Linked DNA regions of Gossypium hirsutum: region 2 is linked to region 1. The links are chromatin contacts, called in public Hi-C maps. All regions are on one chromosome and are shown on one strand. Each heading gives the region's core, a stretch centred on a gene start, on an enhancer-like site or on the middle of the called end of the contact. The rest is flanking DNA. Distances are from core to core; before and after follow the strand shown.

Evidence for each region. A called contact is a pair of places that touch in the nucleus more often than the background predicts.
Region 2: a Hi-C map of leaf shows a contact between it and region 1, with 1.8 times the contacts expected there. The contact joins the promoter of LOC107893969 here to the enhancer-like site in region 1. A contact is called at or near these places in 5 of 34 Hi-C or Micro-C datasets (hypocotyl, leaf and petal).

What each region holds. Positions count from the first base shown.
Region 1 is chrA05:49,929,772-49,934,786 of Gossypium_hirsutum_v2.1, reverse strand. No RefSeq gene overlaps it. Among protein-coding and RNA genes, the nearest start is that of LOC107893970, 13 kb to the right of the region's middle. Within about 2 kb of position 3,101, at least 2 of the 9 cell types and tissues checked have an H3K27ac peak or open chromatin away from gene starts, as enhancers often do. A contact at or near this core is called in leaf, where this site is marked.
Region 2 is chrA05:49,962,860-49,967,874 of Gossypium_hirsutum_v2.1, reverse strand. It overlaps LOC107893969 (signal recognition particle subunit SRP72), which reads left to right and starts at 2,747. Exons shown (of 6, transcript XM_016819130.2): 1 at 2,747-3,018; 2 at 3,114-3,250; 3 at 4,013-4,365. The coding sequence starts at 2,877.

The DNA.
Region 1 (5,015 bases), core at 1,852-4,351:
TTCAATGATAGTTTGAAACAACAGGCTTTGTCGGTTAAAAAGCTGCATGCCACTAGCAACTATGGTGATGGCTGCACCAAGAACTTCACCGCTCGACAGCTTTTGAAGCAAACGCCCCAAGGCCCTCAGGAGACCTTAGTAGGTCAAAGGCCAGTGCTAGCGTAACAAATCAGTTTTTAAAACTTGGTACCTCTGTAACCTTTTCCCCTTTTTTTTTTCAAATTCATCGAATGGTTCTGTTGTAGGAACAGTAAAGCTGGAATCCCCTAGTTCAAACAAAATTCAAGTGGAACACGTGGTGCATTTTAATCCCACCTTTGAGGAAAATTCTTTTTTCGATGTGGGGGTGAAGGAAGGCTCATTGGATGCCAAAAAATCACTTAAGCGTTAGTATTAAAAAAGAACACCCTTTCTGAACTAGTCGCAATGAGGTCAGGGGCAGTGTTATTTTGACTGGAAATCAATTATCCAAAGAGGTTAATAAGGGACATTGAACTAAAGTGTCAGGTTCAAAAGGAGATCGGAAATTAGACAAAACTTTAAAGGGGACGGGTAATCGCTTCAAGAATTCTAAAAATTCTCAAATTTTTTTAGCTGATTCTATGAAGTGGGCAGCGGAACTTATCGTGCTAGAACTTGATGGGCAATCTGCTAAAGATTTACTGATGGAAGAAGGAGAGCGGGTGGAGAATTCTTCTACCGGCCGCTAATAAGATAAGCTTTCTTTTCTTTTTATTTTAATTACTATTATGAATTTGTTTTTTTTCTCTTGAAATGTGTAGGGGCGTGCAATTGATAAATTTTTGCGAGCTTTTCGTGAATATAATAATCAGTAAAAGCTAGATATAATCAGTCTTCTTGAACTAAGAGTCAGTGGGGCTAAAGCTGATGTAATCATCACTAAATTGGAATGGGATAAATCTATTGAGTGGAAGCAATTGGGTTTTCTGGTGTTATTTGGATAGGCTGGAATAATTCGATTGATTTAGAGGTGGTTGGTAACTATCCTCAATTTATTCTAGTTCGTATTCACTACAATCTTCATCCACATTCGGTCTTCATTGCTTTTGTCTATGAGAGCCTTGATAAACAAAAAAGGAAAATCTTGTGGAAAGATTTAAGTCTTTCTATCCCACTTGGGCATTACCCTTGGATGGCCATTAGCAATTTTAACGCCATCCTCTCTTCGGAAGACAAAAAAGGTGGTCATGTTAAAGGGTGCAAATATTAGTTCTTTGGTGAGTTTATGGATAAATCTCAACTACATGATCTAGGTTTTCAGGGTCCTCCTTTTACGTAGCATCGAGGTAATCTTTTTGAAAGACTGGATAGGGTAGTAGGAAATAAAGCTTGGATGGAGTATTTCCCAAATTGTTTGGGTACTCATCTCCTAAAAATTAAATTAGATCATAGATCATTTTTTCTGAATTTCTGTTCTGCTTTTAATTCCCCGTCCACTATGACTATTTCCCGTATTAACATTATTTCTTGATTGCCTCCTTCTCGCATCCGTATTACTCGACCGTGTGTTTTGAGCTTTCTTTTTATCAGACCTTTTAGGACAATCTCGAAGAAAATGATCACATGAACCGTATTTAAAGCACGATCCATTTCTCAATCTGCACTCTCCGAAATGCCTTCTATTGCATTGTTGACACTCAGGCTTACTATTACAAACACTCCACACACTCGCTATAGAAGTAGCTTAGGGTCTTGAACTTATTTGCTATTTCCATTATCCCTTCTTGAAAATCCAGATGGAGCTGATTTACGACCATGAAATTCTTTCAATTTCTTTGATCAAGATTAAAATGATTTTCCTATCGGCCGTTTACCCGTGTCACGAACCTCAGAATCTGCTTTTCTTTTAGCCTTATTAAGTTCTTCAGCCTTATGCGCTCGATCCTCTAAAACCACAAATTCGTTTAATTCCAGTATCCCCACCAATAATTTTATGTCTTCATTTAAACCATCTTCAAACCGAGTACACATAACAATTTTCATTGGTATACATTCCCGAGTTGCACAAATTCTCTTTCATATTCTGCTACAGAATTACAACCTTGCTTCAGTTTTAAAAACTATTTCCTTTTTTATCAATATACCTATGATTGATGTATTTCTTTTTAAATTAGGTTTGAAAGAAATCCTAATTCACATGATCTTTTGGTACCATCGCTATTAAAGTATTCCATCGTTGATACGTTAAGTCCTTTAGCAACAATATCACACATTTCAAACTATCAGCAGTAGAACATGGCAGTTCATCAAAAACTCTAATAATATTTTCTAACCAAAACTCAGTTCTTTTGGATCATCTTCTACGGGACCACGAAACTCTTCTGCCCTATATTTACGAATTTTGTCAACTGGAGGTCTATTCACACATACTTATTCCAAACCTTGAGGAATAAATGGGGACTGGCTGGGGTACGGGAGGGGGTGGAGGTTGTTGAGCCATTGGGTTTAGATCAAACTCAGAAAACCATTTAGACATCATCTGGAAGAAGACTTCTTTCTCTTCACTTCCCCAGCCCTCAGATACGGGCCCACTACTAGATGCTTCTTGAACGGAGGCTTGCACATTACTTTCGACCTAATCGGAATCAGCTCGGTTGGATGACATCTTTTAACATAATTAATTTAAGTTAGAAGATATCACAGTATCACATGTTATAAAATGGCATGTATTCTATACTCTATACCAGCTACGTTTAGCCTGAGAACCGACTAAATCGTAGCTCTGACACCACTAAGTGTAACAGCCCTAACTTGTCCCCGTCGTTGAATTAAGGTTACAAAATGTTACTGTACAAAATAGAACATTTAAATTCAAACTAAAACTAATAATTAAACTTAATTATAAATTTAAATCATAGCAACATACACATTTGGGCCTTAAATCAAGCTATCGGGGCCTTAAAAATGATTAAAAAGTAATTGGGGATTGATTTAAATAAATTAGAGAATTTTGAGAAAAACATGAAAATTTGTGAAAATAGGGGTCACACGGTCATGTGACTTAGCTTAGACCGTGTGACTCCAAACATGGTTGTGTGGCTAACCACACACTTGTGTGACTACTCCACACGCCCATGTGTGCAAATAGTGTAACTATCTATAACTGTGTGGCTCAGGGTCACATGGCTGTGCCGCTAAGCTGTGTAACTCTATGTGCCTGTGTGAACCAACTTGCACCTAAAATTTTTAAGACACGTGTTCATGTGTGGCAACCTCCAAAAGATCGAATATGAAACTTACATATATATATAGTCTGTTTCTTGTGTGGACAATATGAGCACAACAAGGAAAATTGTACCACTCATCTCACAAGGCTGATGAATGAGGTATAGTCAACAATTCAAGAATATCCAAATTCTACGACAATCGGAGGTAGGGATTATGGCCCTTTGGATGCTGGTGGAGTGGCAGACCAGGCCTTTCACTCCGGAAGGAAATAAAAAAGAAAACAGTATTTTTAATAAGAAAATAACGGGATCTTGATTTCAATTCCTTGCAGGATTAGAGGCGAATTCAATGGATGAAAATGTGAATAAGGAAATACAACAGGAATTGAAGAGGAATGGGAAAGCCATTTTGACCGATTATCAAAGAAAGTCTCCAATGGGCAAAAATCCAGCTACTGTTATGATTAGAAAGGAAATTTTAGGCCAGCAAGTAAGGAATCACACTAAGGGCCAAACTCAGAAGTCTAAGCCCATTAATTCTATGAAGGGCCAGACCACTGTTGGGTTTAATGATGGTTTGAAACAACAGGCTTTTTCAGTTGAAAAGTAGGAGGCCACTAGCAGCTATGATGATGGTTACACTAAGAACTTCACCTCTTGACATCTTTAGGAGCAAATGCCCAAGGCCTTCAGGAGACCTTCGTAGGCCTTAGGCTAGTGTTGACGTAACAAAATTTTTAAAACTAGGTACCTCTGTAACTTTTTCTCCTTTTTTTTTCAAATTCATCGAATGGTTTTGCTGTAGGAATAGTGAAGCTAGACTCCCCTAATTCAAACGAAATTCAAGTGGAACACATGGTACATTTTAATATCACATTTGAGGAGAATTCTTTTTTCGATGTAGGGGGTGGAAGAAAACGTATTGGATGCCAAAAAATCACTCAGCGGTAGTGTTAAAAAAGAACACCCTTTCTGAACTAGCCGGCAAGGAGGTCGGGGCAGTGTTATTTTGACTGGAAATCAATTATCCAAATAGGTTAATAAGGGACATAGAGCTAAAGTGTCAGGGTCAAAAGGAGGTTGGAAATTAAACAAAACTTTAAAGGGGTTGGGAAATCACTTTAAGAATTTTGAAAATTCTCAGGTTTTTTTCGTTGATTCTATGAAGAGGCTTCGGAACTTATAGCACTAGAACTTGACGGGAAATCTGCTAAAGATTTGTTGATGGAAAAGCAAGAACGGGTGGAGAATTCTTCTACTGGTCACCAATAAGATAAGTTTTCATTTCTTTTTATTTTAATTATTAGTATGAATTTGTCAGTTTTATCCTAGAATGTGTAGGGGTGTGCGACTGATACATTTTTGTGAGCTTTTCGTTAATATAATAATCAGTGTAAGTCAGATATAATCTATCTTCTTAAACCAAGAGTTGCTAAAGCTGATGTAATCATCACTAAATTGAGATGGGATAAATCTTATCGAGTGGAAATAATTGAGTTTTCTGGTGGTATCTAGATAGGCTAGAATAATTCGATTGATTTAGAGGTGGTTGGTAACCATTCTCAATTTATTCTGGTTGTTATTCACTCCAATTTTCATCCACATTTGTTATTCATTACTTTTGTCTATAAGAGTCCTGACAGAAAGAAAAGGAAAATCTTGTGGAAAGATTTAAGTCTTTCTATCTCGCTTGGGCAGTACCTTTGGATGGCCATTGGCGATTTGAACGCCATCCTCTTTTTGGAAGACAAAAAGGTTAGTCGTGTTAAAGGGTGTAAATATCAATTCTTTGGTGAGTTTATGGATAAAGCTCAACTGCATGATCTG
Region 2 (5,015 bases), core at 1,498-3,997, 33 kb before region 1:
TTTGGAGGTAGAGCTTTGGGGAATCCTTGATGGGCTAAACCTTATTCTGGATAGGCATTTCTAGAAAATCCTAATCCAAACCGATAGTATTGAAGCTATTAATATTATCTTGGAAGATTCTTCAAGGAGTTCTAACTCTTCCTTAGTTAGGAAAATTCATCTTATTGTGAGGAAGATAGAGCAGTGGAAAATTCAGTATATTCTTAGAGAAGAAAACTTAATTGCTGATTGTCTTGCTAAGTCTGTTCATACTAGGAGACTAGGCTTAAGATTGTTTGAAAATCCTCCTCTAGGGGTCTAAGTTTTTACTTGTATTTTTTATCACAAAAAAAATATATCGTCCGTGTAGCTGCAATCTTGGGTTTAATCCTCAATGGAGACATTTTCAAAAATTATCTCTTAGTTGAAAGAACAAAGAAACTATGTAACATATAAACAACTTTAAAGCTGTTTAGACATAAGTTTATCAATTGTTTGCGGGATAAATTGAAGCCTTTAAAGCTGATGAAGGTGCCATGGCTGAAGGGGGAAGGTTGTTGAAATTTTTGAAGTTTTTTTTTTATTGTGAAATCAGTATGTAGAGGTGCCGACTCCAACCTCCAGACTATAGGGATGCCAAAGTCAACTATGTCGTTAAATAATTGTCCTACTCAGTTATTTTGCTAAACTTTAAAAAAAAAATCTATTCGTTTGATTTTTGAAACAATTCTTTATAAATATATTTATTATATAAAAAATTTTAACTCCTAGTGTGTCATAATCTAGTTAAAATAAAACAAATTATTTTAAAATGTGAGTGAAAATTATTTTAAATAGAAAAATATATGTGATTAAGAATTTAGGTGCTGAAAAATTAAATATAAAAAATTAATAATTTAATTTAAGTTATAAAATATGCTTGATATATTACGCAAAATTGGATTTGAAGAGTGTTAGTTTCAGAAAATCTCTAGATCTAGTAACGGAGTTGTACTTGCAAGAGCAGCAGTAGAGAGTCTAAATAATACTGATTTGGAGAATTGATTATCGAGAAAGGTGCTACTGGCACTGGAGGAAGACGAGGAACTTGGCAATGCTTGGAAGAGAAGAAAGGCATGGGTAACAGACGAGGAAATGAGACAACAGGGAGTAATCGAAGGAAATATTGCTAAAAGAGTAGTTGTTGCAGGGGTATTGTAAGAAACAGAATATCTAAAAAGACATAGGAGAAGAACTAGAATAGGATACTAATAAAGGAAGAGGTAATCAATGAGAGAGTCTTGGGAACTGATAGTGTGTAATCAAGTATCTAGATAATGGTAGAGGCCAACTCAGGTAAAATATTGGGCATTAGAGGTAACAAAATGAGGCCTGGTGGGTTTAAGTGGTTTTTAATTATTAGGCTAGGTTAGGAATGATTTTTCTTAGGAGTAATGGACCTGTTTTTGTAGGCTTAGTTTATTTCTTTTCTTCGTACAAAACTTCTGGCCGAGGCCCAATTTTTAATACAAAGTCTTAAATTTTATTAAAAAAATTAGTACAAAATTTAATTAGACTTTTTGATAAATAATATTTTTAAAAATTTTAAAAATAAAATATTTAAAGGATAATGTTAAGCAAATAAAAAAAATTGAAAAATTTTTATATTAAGTGATAAGTAATTCATTATCTATTTATTATTTCCAACCCTTTTTTATTAAAAAAATCCATTATTTGTATTTTAGTTTGGATTATCAAACATGCTTAAAAAGTTAAATTGAGGGTTTACATATGTAGGTGGTGTGGTTTTAAATCTTGTTATATTAATTGTTTTATTAGATTTATTAAAAATATAAAAATATATGTATATTATATAGTTTATTTAAAATATAAAAAAATATTTTTAATAATTTTTATATGAGTTAATGTTGAATTCACTCCAGATAGAAATTCAATCGAAAATTAAAAAGCAGTAGAGAAGAGCATTCGATCAAATCAAGTGGAAAATTTTCAATTTAATCGAGTTGACAAGTCCTATTTTATCATACTAACTCAATTTGAATTTTTTTCGAATTGAGTCAAGTGAAATGAAATTTAAGTCGAATTGAATAGAGTGAAATTTTTCGAGTTAAATTAAAAAATTAAACATATCAAATTAAAATCTTTGTTATAATATAATTAATTTAATGTTAGAACACATAAATTTAAAACCATATATATTTGAAAACTTTTTCAAAGCAAAATAATAAAAAATACTTTAGCATGATAAAATTAAATCATTAATTAACTTATTTAGGTCCCAAAATTATTGCTCTAGAAAATTTGTAATTTTTTAAATTTTTTATATATTTTTTAGATTTTTTTGAATTTTTTTATTTTTTTTAAAAATATATTTTTTGAATTTTTATAAACATTTTAAAATTTTGAAAATTATTTTTTATTTTTTTAGATAGAAACCAATTTGTTTATTTTCAAACTTGATAATGACCAAAAGTGTATTTATATCAATTTATTATTCGAATTATTCGAACTATTTGAATTATTTGAGTTATTCAAATCGTAAAATTCAACTTGATTTGAACTCAAAACTTAAATTACTTATTCGAGTTTACTCAAATAATTCAAATAACTTAATTCAATTAACTCGAAATTTAAATTATTTTTTTCGAATTAAAACGAGTTTTGTTCACTAGATCGATTGAGACAAATGGTTGATTCAGGCCCATGATTGCAACAGGCTTTTACTGTTTTTTTTTTCAAAGTCTGAGGCCCATTTGAAAGCGGCCATTCTAGAGAAACAAGAGAAAACCGAAGGAGGGAAAAAAAAAAAAGAAACCCTCAAAATCCCATTTCATCTGTTTGGGAAGCGAGAAAAAAAGAGAGAGAAGACAATCTGATTTATTCGTTGGAGGAAATCCATGGCGCCGAAGCCTAAAGAGAAGCTAAAAGCGGCTGCATCGCCGTCGCAGCCTCCTCCACCTATCGAAGATCTTTTCACTTCACTCGATAGACACATCCAACGATCCGAATTCATACAAGCCGTCAAAGTTGCAAATCAAGGTGCATTTCATTCGTACATTCTATCTTTCTATTTTCATAATCAATGAAATCTAATGGAATTTTAATTATTTTTACTGAATTTTGAATTTACGCAGTTCTATCGGTTGCGCCGGGAGATGAAGACGCCATTCGATGCAAAGTTGTGGCGTTGATAAAGGCCGATAAAATCGAGGAGGCTCTCTCAGCAATTCAATCTTCTCAGAAGGTTTCTTTTGATTTCAGTTTCTACAAGGTTGGTTATTTCCCGCATTCTCTTTTTACCGTGTTCTTTGTTTTCTTATCTGATCTTTGTTTCAATTTTATTCGATTACTGAATATTATTGAACAAAAAAAACTTAAGTTTAAATATTTGTAATAGAAAGAAAATTCAGGAATTGGCTTTTCTATGTGGAATTCTTACGTGTCAATCTGTGTCCATTTTAGTTATTTGCACTTTTTTTTTAAAATCATAATTAGAATTCTCGATAATTAGCAAAAACAGTAATTGTATTTTCTTTGATTTATATATCATTTAGTAGGTTTTGGAAGTTTGCTAGTAATCGTGATTCAGAGTTTTAGTTCTTGATTTATGGATTGATTTATGGGTCTCTCTTCGCTCATTTTTTTCTATATAGTGGTTCACATATTTGTATGGATATGTTGACTTGACCTGCTTATTCATGTTTCCCTCTTATGTTGTCGGTGTACATCAGTTCTTTTTAAGCATCCGTGCCTGATACATTTCATGGTCATAGGCATATGGCCCTTCAAAAAACCTCTGAATACATGAAGAAATTGTAAAAAAATTAATTATGCCTATGCTGGACACATCCTGTACCCGACGCACAACTGAATCTGAGTAACATGGTTTCACTATGCACTTCATGTTTGCTTTCTTGATTTTTAATTTATTTGGGCGATAATAGATCTCTGCATTTTGGTTGCATTGATGTTCCAAAACTAATTACTATTTGTAACTTTTTATTAATATATATTTCTTGCTATCTCTAAATAGGCATATTGCCTATACCGACAAAACAAGTTGGATGAAGCTTTGGAGGTTTTGGAGAAACAAGATAAGACTCAACCAAGCATGTTGCTAGAATCTCAGATTCTATATCGTCTAGGAAAAATGGACGCATGTGTTGATATCTGTAGGAATCTCCAAAAAGTGAAGATTGATTCCTTGGAAATTAATTTGGTTGCTGGTTTGATATCAGCCGGGAGAGCTTCAGAAGTGCAAGGAACTTTGGATGCCATTAAGACTACGGCCACTAGCAGTTTTGAGTTGGCCTATAACATTGCTTGTTCTCTAATTGAAGGAAATAAGCTTAAGAATGCTGAAAAACTCTTGCTCACTGCCCGAAGGTACTGCTTATTTTTTTTTCTTTTGATGTATTTATCATAAGAAATATTTTCTTGTTACACGATAATATTGGGGTATCAATGTCTAGTGTTATAATTAGATCCGCAGGTTGTGTTTTGGGCTAGTCTTATTTCAACAATATATTTAGACTTTATAGAATGTAAGAAAGGTATCGATTCTATCGAACTTATTTTGGTGGGCCTTCTTTATCTTGAAATTTTCCATTTTAACAATTGCTTAATATGCTAACTGTCTATTTATTTTTGAACAATTTCACCACCTTTTTTTTTTTTTTTTTTGGTTCTCAATTGTAGTTAGGAAATACATAGTTGAGTGACCTTTCCATTTGCAAACATTTGATCTATTATATGAAAAAGTTACAGTATAAAAAAAAGGCTCTTGTCATTAAGCCTTCAAAATAATATTTTAATTCTTGATCATTCTATTGTGCACTAGATGTAGAGAGATGAATAGGTTTTTCTTGGTCGACCCTATGCATTTCAATCTAGCATAATTGTGAAATAGGCACCTATTTATTCTCGCAAAACACTATATAAAATGCTTGAGAAATTTTGTGAAATAAAGCATATATTAAATTGGCTTCCAGATTATTAGGTTATAGGATAGCAACTCCTTTTTCAGATAGAAAGGG